Linked DNA regions of Mus musculus: regions 1, 2 and 3 are each linked to region 4. Evidence: chromatin contacts called from public HiChIP or PLAC-seq and promoter capture Hi-C data. All regions are on one chromosome and are shown on one strand. The core of a region is the stretch at or near the end of the contact, and the rest is flanking DNA. Distances in the headings are between cores, read along the strand shown. Region 1 has its middle 15 kb from the start of Cpa2. Region 2 holds the start of Cpa4 (carboxypeptidase A4). Region 3 holds the start of Klf14 (Kruppel-like factor 14). Region 4 holds the start of Mest (mesoderm specific transcript).

Evidence for each region. HiChIP or PLAC-seq counts read pairs in DNA pulled down with a chosen protein or histone mark. Capture Hi-C pulls out chosen DNA fragments and counts their contacts.
Region 1: a contact with region 4 is called in an H3K4me3 HiChIP or PLAC-seq map of embryonic stem cells, with 54 read pairs. The contact joins the enhancer-like site here to the promoter of Mest in region 4. A contact is called at or near these places in 12 of 39 promoter capture datasets (the C10 cell line, the HPC-7 cell line, cancer-associated fibroblasts and 7 more), 4 of 15 datasets of contacts at CTCF or cohesin (embryonic stem cells, pro-B cells and stem cell-derived epiblast-like cells), 68 of 484 Hi-C or Micro-C datasets (the AML12 cell line, the CH12 cell line, ECoMG myeloid progenitors and 37 more), 30 of 115 datasets of contacts at active chromatin or transcription factors (bone marrow-derived macrophages, craniofacial prominence, embryonic basal ganglia and 16 more) and 4 of 9 other capture datasets (adipose tissue, embryonic stem cells, liver and 1 more).
Region 2: a promoter capture Hi-C map of liver shows a contact between it and region 4. The contact joins the promoter of Cpa4 here to the promoter of Mest in region 4. A contact is called at or near these places in 18 of 39 promoter capture datasets (the C10 cell line, cranial neural crest, embryonic stem cells and 10 more), 1 of 15 datasets of contacts at CTCF or cohesin (the NIH/3T3 cell line), 20 of 484 Hi-C or Micro-C datasets (the G1E-ER4 cell line, the MC3T3-E1 cell line, bone marrow-derived dendritic cells and 14 more), 30 of 115 datasets of contacts at active chromatin or transcription factors (SST interneurons, Th17 cells, VIP interneurons and 21 more) and 5 of 9 other capture datasets (adipose tissue, embryonic stem cells, liver and 2 more).
Region 3: an H3K4me3 HiChIP or PLAC-seq map of embryonic stem cells shows a contact between it and region 4, with 29 read pairs. The contact joins the promoter of Klf14 here to the promoter of Mest in region 4. A contact is called at or near these places in 8 of 39 promoter capture datasets (the C10 cell line, the HPC-7 cell line, cranial neural crest and 5 more), 8 of 484 Hi-C or Micro-C datasets (B cells, the N1E-115 cell line, bone marrow-derived macrophages and 2 more), 14 of 115 datasets of contacts at active chromatin or transcription factors (bone marrow-derived macrophages, craniofacial prominence, embryonic forebrain and 5 more) and 5 of 9 other capture datasets (adipose tissue, embryonic stem cells, liver and 2 more).

What each region holds. Positions count from the first base shown.
Region 1 is chr6:30,525,727-30,528,474 of GRCm38.p6, forward strand. No RefSeq gene overlaps it. Among named protein-coding and RNA genes, the nearest start is that of Cpa2, 15 kb to the right of the region's middle. Within about 2 kb of position 1,270, at least 77 of the 459 cell types and tissues checked have an H3K27ac peak or open chromatin away from gene starts, as enhancers often do. A contact at or near this core is called in the N1E-115 cell line, cochlea, cortical neurons and 13 more, where this site is marked.
Region 2 is chr6:30,566,806-30,569,693 of GRCm38.p6, forward strand. Cpa4 (carboxypeptidase A4) reads left to right here and starts at 1,564. Exons shown (of 11, transcript NM_027926.3): 1 at 1,564-1,656. The coding sequence starts at 1,589.
Region 3 is chr6:30,957,653-30,960,431 of GRCm38.p6, forward strand. It overlaps Klf14 (Kruppel-like factor 14), which reads right to left and starts at 1,338. Exons shown (of 1, transcript NM_001135093.1): 1 at 1-1,338. The coding sequence starts at 1,045. The coding sequence ends at 68.
Region 4 is chr6:30,736,733-30,739,432 of GRCm38.p6, forward strand. Mest (mesoderm specific transcript) reads left to right here and starts at 1,318. Exons shown (of 12, transcript NM_008590.2): 1 at 1,318-1,603. The coding sequence starts at 1,578.

The sequences.
Region 1 (2,748 bases), core at 20-2,519, 210 kb before region 4:
ACTTTGCTTTGGAGAAGAGACAAGAGTAGTTTGTAATTGACATTTCAAAGAAGCCTAAGAAACAGGCCAGCCTTTGTTTAAATCATAATTACCCAGTTTGTATGTAAAAGGATACTTCTATAGAAAGCTTTTCAAAACAACTGGTTCTTTTAAATAGATAATTATTCCCCTTCTTATCTTGTTTATACTATGCAGAACTTCAGTGAACTCTTTTTTCCCCCCACAAAGGTTAACTTCTGCTAGCCCTTCCTCAAATTGTCACAGATTCCCAATTAGTGAATTCTAAACAGGGTTTCCCTGCAACAATATCCCAAGGACTTGTCTGATGTGTTCTTTATTGCATTGAATAATGTCTGACAGGTTTCCAAGCACCAGGCCACCTGGATATTCTCTCTGTCAGGAACATGTGGTCTGAGAGCTGATGGCGGCTGAAGGGGAAATAAATGAGCCACAAACCTTCCAAAGTGACCAAGGAAGAGCAAGAAGGAAAATGTGTTACTTGTGAGCTAAATGTTCAGTTCTCAGCACTTTTGGGTGTAAGGATGCGCTTAGCTTAACAGCCCTAGACAGGGACAAAGAGTATGAAACCTTTTATGTAGAGCAGAAGATTGTTAGGGCCCAGAGAAGCTGCTCAGAGGGAGATGTCTTGTAAATTAATCCTCCTTGTGCTTTTTGATCAACACCCCCACCCCCCACCCCCCCCAACTCCGGAAGCTCTCGACACTGAACGTTCCATCTAGGAAATTTCTTAGTACTCAAAAATCAGTGCATGAAATGCTTTTTTTTTTCTTTTTTCTTTTTTTTGTAATAAAAAGGTTTAATCCCAATAGTACTATTTTCCAGTTTTTATCTGTTAACTTCTGAGTTCACTTCCTTCGCAGGCAGACCTTAACATGGCCTGATTACAGGGGCCTGCAGTTTGTAACGGTCTTTATTAGTGTCCTCTGACACCTTAAACTTTCTTATGTTCAAAATCTTGATTTAGCAGTGAAAATGCCAGGCAGGGAGCCAGCTCTGTTACTAATTAAAATAAATCAAAAGCGGGGAGAGGGGAGATAAAAACCAGGTTCCGGTGGGCGGATCTACCGGATTTGGTAAGGCAGAGTGGCGGGTCTGAGAGTGAAACGAGAGACAAAGTGCCTGGAGAAATGGCTGCCAGGGCCCGGGCCCTCGCGTCTTTCCGCTGATTGCGGGCTTTAGAATCAGACAGAGTCCGGGTAGCCCCTGCTGATTGCCTCCCTTTCTTCCGTCCTAGCAGATCCTCCTTCTGCCCATTGTACACTCTCACTGACACAGGGCCTTGATTGCTCTGAGCCAATCATGGCAGCAGCAGTCCCCCTGTGGAGTGATTCGAGCAGGCAGGGGGTGTCATTTCATTCCAGGGAGAAGTTTGCTGGTGAGGGCATTCTTAAAAGTTTCTTGGCTCTGAAAACAGACAGGCAGGGAGAGGAAATGGCCTCTCTCCTTTCTCCAAGTCTTCGGGGGATGGCAACACGTGTCCAGGAAGGCTCGGGTTGGAAATATGGAAAGCAAAGGATCCTGATCTGACAAGAGCTGGAGCAGTAGCTTGCATTTCTTGTGTGTGTGTGTGTGTGTGTGTGTGTGTGTGTGTGTGTTTTAGCTCACACTTGCCTGGAATTCACCATTTCACCATCTGCCTGCCTCTCAGCCCCCTGTACTGTACTGGGATTGCAGGAGTATGCCACTGTTTTTGGCACCTGCATTTGGATGGCTTGCAGGCAAGGTAATTTCTTATTTTTTTTAAGACTTGTTCTTTCTGGGTAGCCCTAACTGGCCTGAAATTCTCCATGTGAACCAGCCTGGCCTCAAACTCACAGAGATCCGCTCATGCAGTGCTGAGATTAAAGGCATACCCCACCAACATATTTATTTTTAAAAAAATTACCCTGACTGGGTGTGGTAGTGCACACTTTTAATCCTACCACCTGGGGAGGCAGAGGCAGGTTGATAGAAATTCCAGGCCAGCATGGTCTTCATTTGGAATTCCAGGCCAATTAAGTCTATAAAGTGAGGCTTAGTCTGAACAAACAAACAAACCCCTAAATTATGCCTATTTGTATAGGTTTTTGTTTTGTTTTGTTGTTACTTTTTTTTTTTTTTTTAAAGACAGGTTCTTATGTAGCCTTAAGGCTTATCTCAAAGTTGCCTGTGGCTGAGACTTTGTATAAAATGACTCTGACCTTTCATTCTCCTTGCTCTCTCCCTCCTGTGGGCCATCGGGATTCACCACCACACCCAGTCTATAGTGCTGGAACTGGAGACCAGAGGGAGACCCTCTGCCAACCAAGAGAAGTCATCAGCTCCAGGGACAGTAACTTTTTTTTTTTTTTTTAGAATTCACAGGGAGTTTTCCTGTTTCTTGTGGTTGGATCTTCCTCTGTGATCTCTAGAGCAGGGTCTTTTGCCTAGGATGTGCTCTGTAATGCTAAAGTTGCTAAAGATAGAAGTGTAACTAAACCGTTGCCTTCCCACATCCATGGATGGGTGCGGTGGGTGCAGAAGCCCGTCATACCCAAAGGACATGGCATTCCACTGTAGCCTGCACACTCCAGAGCGTTCACAAAGCAAGTCTGGAAATGTCAGAGATGAATGCCCCTCCCCCCAGTATCTCCTGACTAACCTGTGTGTGTGGCATCTGATGAAATGAGTGACTGCCTCCTGAGAGCCAGAGAGAGTGGGGAACTGTCATTGTGAGTGCTTTGGTTTTTCAGGGCTATTGGCCTCCTT
Region 2 (2,888 bases), core at 314-2,813, 170 kb before region 4:
TCCCCTTATCCTATTGTCCCGGTTGCATTTGGCCTGGAGACTAAACTAAACCTCCTACTGCTGTAGTCATGAGCTCTCTGACAATGATCTTTAGTAAAGTCTTTCTCAATGTTTTAACAAGTGTCAGAAGAGATTCCAACACTCCCAGCCAGGATCTCCAGTTCTGTGTACCTGCCCTTCAGCAGGTGTGGAAAGAGTGCAGACAGCGGGAGGGAAGCAGGGAGCTGATGGTGGCACACACCTTAAACAGAGGCAGAGGCAGAAGGATCTCTGTGAGTTTGAATCCAGCCTGGTCTATATAGCAAGTTCCAGAACTGCTAATACTACAGAGAGACCCTGTTTTAACAGGAAGGAAGGAAGGAAGGAAGGAAGGAAGGAAGGAAGGAAGGAAGGAAGGAAGGGAGGGAAGGAGGGAGAGAAAGGAAGGAAGGAAGAAAGAAAGAAAGAAGGAAAGAGAGAGAGAGAGAGAGAGAGAGAGAGAGAGAGAAAGAAAGAAAGAAAGAAAGAAAGAAAGAAAGAAAGAAAGAAAGAAAGAAAGAAAGAAAAGAAAAGAAGAAAAAAAGAAGGAAACAAAGAGACCTGGACTTATTAGTCCAGCACTTGGAATGTTGAAGCAAGAGGATTGTGAGTTCAAGGCTAACCTGGGATACAAAATGAGCTCATGTGTCAAAAATAAAATAAATAGAAACCTTGGGACCGGACAGATGACTCTTTCAGAGGACCCAGGTCTGATTCCCAGCATACATATGGTGGCTTAGCACTGCCTGTATCTCGGTTCTAGGGGACATGATGGAGCCCGGTGCTCTCTTCTGACCTTCAAAGATACCTGCATGTGCATGGTATTTATAAACTCACACAAGCACACAAAAATACACATAAAGATAGTACAATTTAAAACATAAATACAAAACAAGTATCATTAAGCCTTCTCTGTCATTCAGATCTCAAGGAAAACTTAATTTATTCAGCATAACACATCCTTTCTATATTGTTCACCACCCATATTTATCTTTTTTAATGGAATCCTAAAATATCAGGCCTTAGACCCAGAAAGGCGGCCATCAGCTCTCCTCTGTATGATCTGCTTTTGTTGAACTCTCTGATCAGGTTTCTCAAGAGTGCAGCCTTGGAGTTGGCTTAAGGTTGCTTGATAGTCTTCACTTTCAAAAATGGTTTTATTACTCTAGAGGTAACTTCATCCCAGGTTTACAATCTGGCTTCTCCTATCTATGAATTCCAACCAGCAGTGTGGGGATATTTCCCTTTTCTCAAACACACACACACACACACACACACACACACACACACACACCCCACACACAAAATCACCACTGAGATGCCAAGTGATGAACAATGAGGCATCCTGGGTAAGACATTCCCAGCCTGCGGAGCAAGTTCCTGCCTTGCAAATGGAAAGGCTGGGCCTTCATCACTGGAAAGGAATGGAGGAGGCCCTGGCTGGTGCTGCCTTGTCAGAGCTGGAAGGGTGCTGAAGAACCACATTAGCATTTCTGAGAACATGAATCTGCCTCGGGTTCCTTATAAATACTGCTTGACTCAGTCAGTATGTGACTGGCGCCCTTGAGACATGAAGTGGCTACTGTTCTTTGGGGCCCTGATTGGGGCAGGCATCTGCGGCCGAGATAAATTCTTTGGGTGAGTTCTTTTTGAACTTTATTAGCATTTAGTTATTTCACCAACTTGGGAGCCAAATGAATTATACTTTAGGTGGTAGGGCTGGGCTTATATCTCCTCTGTCCCACTGTCCTGGACCAGCCACTTCTCTCTGAAACCTGACTTCTCCTGTGAAATCAAAGCTGGTGGTCTCCACAGATCCTCCCCAGCTCCTTAACCTCCAGCTAATTTTGTATCTTCTTCCTTCTTTCTAAGGCCAATCCTCTATCTCACCTCTTCCTACACCATTAATTCGGAAGAATGGTCAGAAAGGCTTTGGCAGTTTCTGCCCGGTTTAAAGGGAATAGCTGGGTTCTCAGGCTTTGGGGACAGATAGTCTCTATCATTGGTGAAACCTGTGTATAGCTGGTGCATTCCACAGGCTTCTGGAACAAGGAGATCCAATAGGTCATGTCTAGCTGTAGCTACAGAACTGTACCCCGGGACTCTGTGTGCCTGTGCGTGCATAGGCTCACATGCTCCATGCAGACACTGTGGAGTTGGTGAGGGACAGGAAGTCAGAGAGGCAGGGGTGATGACAGGGATGCTCTGGTACCACCGTAGAAGACTGTGATAGAATAATCCATCACCGCATAACATTTTGCCTTTTGCAAAGAGCTTTCACGTGCCTTGTCTTGTGGATCATGTAAGAGCTCTGTCAGGCAAGGGTGTTATTTTCCTTAATTTAAACATGAAAAAAAAAAAAACCCAAAAACCCAGCCTTAAAAAAGGTTAAGGAAGCTGCCCAAAGCTACTTAGCTGGTCAGCACGGAAGCTGGAATGCTGACTGCAAGGCTCATACCCCTTTTCTGTAACACAAGCCAATCAAATGGAATCTTCTATCTCACCGGTCTACCCGTATATGCGAGTTTATGCTCTACTGTGTTGTCTGGTTAAAGGGACTCGAGGACTGTTTATTGAAGCAATTACTTACATGAGATGGAGTAATTTTTATGGGGATGATGGTTCATACCTGTCTCCGCTGCCAAATAGCTTGGAGGGGTTAGGCGTAGCAGGTGTCCAAGGAGTAAGATTTTTCCGCAGGCAGCTCAGCGGTAGGTGTGTCATAACTACACTTGCTGCTGTGTGGGCTGACGAATGGAGCTGTCAGGCTCCCACTGCAGCTCTTCATGTGGCTGGAAAATCTCTATTTTTCAGGATACAGACCTCTCTTGTGATACAGTGGGCACCTTCACTGAGACAGTGGGGCTGGG
Region 3 (2,779 bases), core at 88-2,587, 220 kb after region 4:
GACAACGGCCTGGGGGGCAGCGGGGGTGGGGGTTGTGCTTGAGGGAAAGATAGACAGCAAGACAGTCCTACAGGCAAGCAGTGAAGCTGGTCTCCTGGCCAGAAGAGGAGCTGGAGTCGGAACCAGAGCTTTCCACCATGGCTGGGGGTGGTGGCTCAGGGCGGGGAGTGCGACGACGACCTCGGTACTCGATCATGTCGGGATGGTAAGTTGGATGGCGACGAGCATGCTTGGTCAGGTGGTCGCTCCGAGAGAACTGCTTGGGACACAGCGGGCAGGAGAAGCGCTTTTCACCGGTGTGCGTCCTGTAGTGGCGGGCTAGCTCATCAGAACGCGTAAACTTCTTGTCGCAGTCGAGCCAATCACAGGAGAAGGGGCGTTCCCCCGTGTGGGTACGCTGGTGTGACTTGAGGTGCGACGACTTGTAGTAGGCCTTGTTGCAGCCATGGAAGGAGCACTGATGTCGCTTGGATGCGGGCGTAATCTGCCTCCTTCGGTACGTCGGGCCCGTTGATGGCGCAGGGCGGGCCCCTGGGGGCCCCTCGGGCACTTCTCCGCTGTCATCCGGCTCCTCTGAGGCCTCAGGCGCATCCAGGATAGCAGAATCACTGCAGGAGCTCTCGGCGTCAGAGAGCTCATCCTCGAAGAAGGCCTGGGTAGGCTCAGAGCCCCCAGTAGGGCTGGAGCACCAGGTCGGCTCGAAGCAGCTAGTTGAGGCACACGGAGCTTCTTCGGAGTCTTCCCTGAAGTCTTCCCGGGCACCACAGCTTAAATCAGCCAAAGCGCTCGCAGCCAGCAGGTGGGGCGCGCCATCGCCTTCTCCGGGGCTCGGGGTGGGGACCTGGAGGACTGGGGGTATCCACAGCACCCCCCGTGACCCGGTACCCTTCCCCGCCGACTCCCGAGACACTGCACCCACCTCGGAGACAGCCGCTGCGCTCGCGCCTTCGGGGTCCGTTGCGCGCCGGTGCAGCACGGCGCGGGTGGACATAGACACCAGGCACTCGGCAGCGAAGTAGTCCAGGCAAGCCACGGCGGCCGACATGCTGGCGGCGCCCGGTTGCGGGCGAGCGCCGTCCGAGCGCGGCCAGCCGCGGGCCGGAGAGTCCCCGGGAGCGTCCGTCCCGCCGCTTGGAGCCAGACGAGCTGGAAGCCGGTGCGCGCCGCTCGCCGCCCGCAGCCGCTGCTGCCGGAGCCGAGCCCGCCCCGCCTGACGCGCCCTGACGCACTGAAGCCTGCGGGGGTGGCGGGGACCCGCCCCGGCCCGAGGACACCCCTGGATCGCGCTGCCGCGCGGGCTATGGCATTCCCAGCAGCCTGGGAAATTATCTTGTCTGCGCTTTCTCTCCGCTGCTGGCGAGCCAGGTAATTTCAATGCGCGCAAGTCCCGGATCGCAACTTCTGGGCAGCCTGCCGGCCTCGCCCCCCTCGCCCCTGGTCTCTGGCCAGCTGGGTGTCAGGCAGAGTCCTAGAAACTTTTTTTTATCCTCTAAGGGGGAGGAGGGAGCGGCGAGGGAAAAAAAAGCGGCGCTAATACCTGACTTGTCTTTCGCTTCGCAAACGCGATCGCTGGCGAAGTGGGCTGCGATTGCGTTTGACTCGCGTCCACCGCTCACAGCTCAAATGGAAAATAGCCCCAAGTCTTCATCCAAAAGAAAACGGGGGCGAAACAAAGTTTTCTCATTTAGCAGTTCGGCTGTTAATGCAGGATCGGCAGCCTTGTCGCCAATAGATCACCGCGTAGCCATTAATTAATAGCGTTTTGAATCAGAAACGGTTTTAACCCTGGCGAGAGCAAAGAATCATCCCCGCTTGAAATAGAAACTTAAAATCCTTGAAGTAACGATTTAACTATTCAAGCAACGAAAGAAAAAAACGCACGTTTAAACTGCATTAACCTGTCACAGGCACACAAACAAATATCCACGCTGAAATATAAATTACAGACTAGCAGCGAGATAAACACATTAAAATGGACTCCCACAATTTTAATAATAGAAAGTCACGTTTCCAATTAGGCAACCTCTTCTAGTTCTCTTTTGACAAAAAAATTAAAATTAAGAATATGCAGCAAAATAGTATAGAATGCTCATCCAGTGGTTTATGACTGTGGGGGCTTTTTCTTTTTTATAATCAAATATGAATGATTTCTTTCACATGCCTTCACGGCTTTATTTGCCCCCCTTTTTATTTTTTAAAAATTAAAAACCCCACAGAAAATAAACAGGATGATTTCTAAATGTAGTGCTACCACGGTTTGGGATGTACATAGGCTTTACTTTTGTACTATTACGTTATGTGCACTTTATTTGCAATGCTTCACTATTTTTTTCTTTGGAAAAGTAAAATGATACACATGCTTCAAGAATAACATATGTCCATATACTTGATGATTAGAATAATCAAATATGATATTTTTGTCGTGTTTGCTTCAAATTTTAAATTTATATTAAGCATCCAGAGAGGGTAGAATGTCATTTCCCTCGTTTCTCTAGCACTGTTCGTTTTCTCCCTCGCTAATCAGTATCATAAAGGGTAAATTCTTCTAACATTTGCTGTGCTTTATTACACAGCTACCTAAGTATGTAAATAGACCCATGTATCTTTGTTAGTGTATTTTAAATGTGGGCAAGTGTTACTGTGCTGCACATGTCTCTTTGCAGCTTGCTTCTCCCAGCATGATTTGTGGGTTGATACCTGTAGAACTGACTGTCCATTTCAGCAGTTTTAAAATAGTATTGGCAGTTGTATTATTTTTAAAGAGACCCAATTCTAAAAC
Region 4 (2,700 bases), core at 68-2,567:
CTGAGAAAGAAGGGCCCGACATGACAGAAAATATTCTGAAATCAAAAAGAAAATGTAAAAAAGTGCCACCCTTCGATCCCTCATTCACTTCACAATCTTGTGCATCGCCTGCGGAGGCTCCACACAAGCATTTGTTTCCTGCGGTCCCCGAAGAAGTATACCCTGGACCGCATTACGTGTTCTGATGACCCTCTCTCAGGTGCTGGCATTTTCAGTGTCAGCTGGGTGGTCACGAACTCCCCGAACATGGGAAGATACCCACAGGTTAGATCCCCCAAGGGTTCGACTGACCCATTGCAGTTCTCTGGCCCAATCTTGATCGACTGCACGGTTGGGCTTGGACATTGCAAAGCCAAAGCTGCAGCAAACCAGGCTCCGAAGAGAGGCCTGCAGCGCCCCCGCTGGGCCAGCCTGCGTTCGCAGCATCCCTAGCTTGCCCGTGCCTAGGCTGCTAGAATTTCAGGGAACGGTTCCAAACCTCACACAGGCATCACGATGCTCCGCACTTTGCGAAGGTGTGAAAGATGACTTTTAAGGGATTTGGGATTAAAAAAAAATCTACAGTTTTGTCCGCACCTCTAGGGTGTTTGCACTGTGATTGTGTTGCACGTAAAGGAGGCTTGTGCCCCCAATGAACGGTCCCCAACGCTGCTCCAGAAGGGCGCTGCAGCAGCTTCTGGCATGTGGACCACGTTGTGCTGCGGCAAAGGAAGTGTACCGGTGCCACCGTGGTGGTGACTTTGGCCCATTCTATGTGATCGCAGCCTGTCCATGAATGTGTCCACTTAGCCACTGATACCAGAGAATTTGTCCATTCCCTAGCCATTTAGTGTGCCCTTCCTTCTTTGTTATCATGGGCTAAGGGCTTGGGGTTGCCGCGCATTGGTGACCCGAATTTTTAGATGCGTACTCACTCTTAGGGCTCAAAACACACGTAGGAGGTAGAAAAGAAGTGGGTGCCGCAACAAGAACCCCAGCTTTGGGGTGTTTTATGTCTTCCAGGGTCTAGGGACCAGTGCGTGGTCCAAGGGATATGTTGGGGAGGGACTCTCTCAGACGTTTGTCATCCTTGCCCGCGGCATTAACACATGGGAAGGCTTTCTTCACTAGAATCTGGGGTTCAGGATTAGAGATCTATAAGGAAAGAGGGGGTAGCGGGTCAATACCCCTGGAGGCGCCCACGGGAAAGGCCCCCCCTCTCTGCAGCGGTGGGGAGGGGCTCTGCGGCGGGAGCGAGAAGGAGGGGCGCTGCGGCAGGATGGGCGGGTTAGAGGCGGGGCTCAGTGGGCTTTAAAAGTCGGTGCCTGCTTGCTCCTCTCTGCTTCGGCCACCAGCACATCCCGGTGCTTCTTCTCAGGCGCAGCAGCTTTCCTCTGCGGCAGCCGCACCTCGCCAAACGGCGTAGTGCTGCAGGCTCGCCCGAGTTGCTGCTTGCTGCCTCTGCTGCCGCTGCCGCGGGCCGCCCTGCGCGGACCGTAGGCTGCGCAGACGCCACCTCCGATCCTGTATCGCTGCGGGCGCCTCGGCGCGCCCTGTGATCCGCAATCCTGCGGCGGGCGGCATGGGATAATGCGGCCATGGTGCGCCGAGATCGCTTGCGCAGGTGGGTGCTGCCAGCCCGTGCCGCCAGAGGGGGTGTGGCCGGCCCGCACCCCGGAGATGCGGGAGGCAAAAATCCTTATCCAAAGGTTGCCGCCCAGCCCAAACTCTCGGAATCGCCCTCACTGATGATTTTTAGAACCAGGGTTTAGTCGCGTGAGATTTACGAATTTGAGGATTTTTGCATTAACATGTGAGAATTAGCCTTTTTTTGTCTGGGTCTTCGTTGTGGTACGATTTAGGAGGTGGTGGTGAAGCAACTTAGGATTCGAGAACCTTGGTAATGCCTGGTGTGTTCTAGGATCTTCAGAGCTGGTCATTGTTGTGGCGTGATTTAAGATTTCTAGACCACGGCATGTGATTTAGGAATTCAGGAGCTGAGATTGTCACAGAGCGACTTAAAATTTCCAGGTTCTGGACTCACAATGGCAGGGTTACCGCATAGGTGCGACTAGATCGTGCCGCGCAGTGTGGCCACGGCTATAAGTGTTGTTTGGGAGCCAGAAATGGAAACCCCGGGGGACACCGGCACGCGGCCAGGCTCTTAAAATGTAAAAAGAATTGTTTGCTTTGGTTTGTGGGTGCACAGCGTAGTTCTCAATAAGAATGAGTCAGGTGGGCTGGTTTGGTGGTATTAGATAAATATGTTTTTACATCATTTAAAGCAGTAAGAAATCAAGGCACGTAAAGTTTGTTGTGCGAGTGTGTTGAATTTTTGCTCTAAATCATGGTACCATCAAATATTAGAGAGTGGACTTAAAAATTATTGTTTAAACCTTTTGGTCCGATTGCTAGTTTCCTTGACTGCTAAAAATCTTAAAATGTTTGGGGTATTTTTACCAAGGTAACTAAAGCTGAGAATGGCTGGGGGGGGGGGTTGTCCCCCCTTTCCTGCATGGAGGAGGTGCACTGAGGTATGGTCCGGAGAGCGTGGGTGTGGCACCTCTGTTTCCCTGCGCCAGCAGGAAGCCCCTGTTCACTCTGCAGTAGGCGCCCCTCCCCGGCGTTCTGCTGAGTCACTGCGGATTCAGTGAGTCCAGCAAGGATGCCCCAGAGGCTACATGAAAATGTATGAACAGGTAACAGGACCAAATGGGTTCT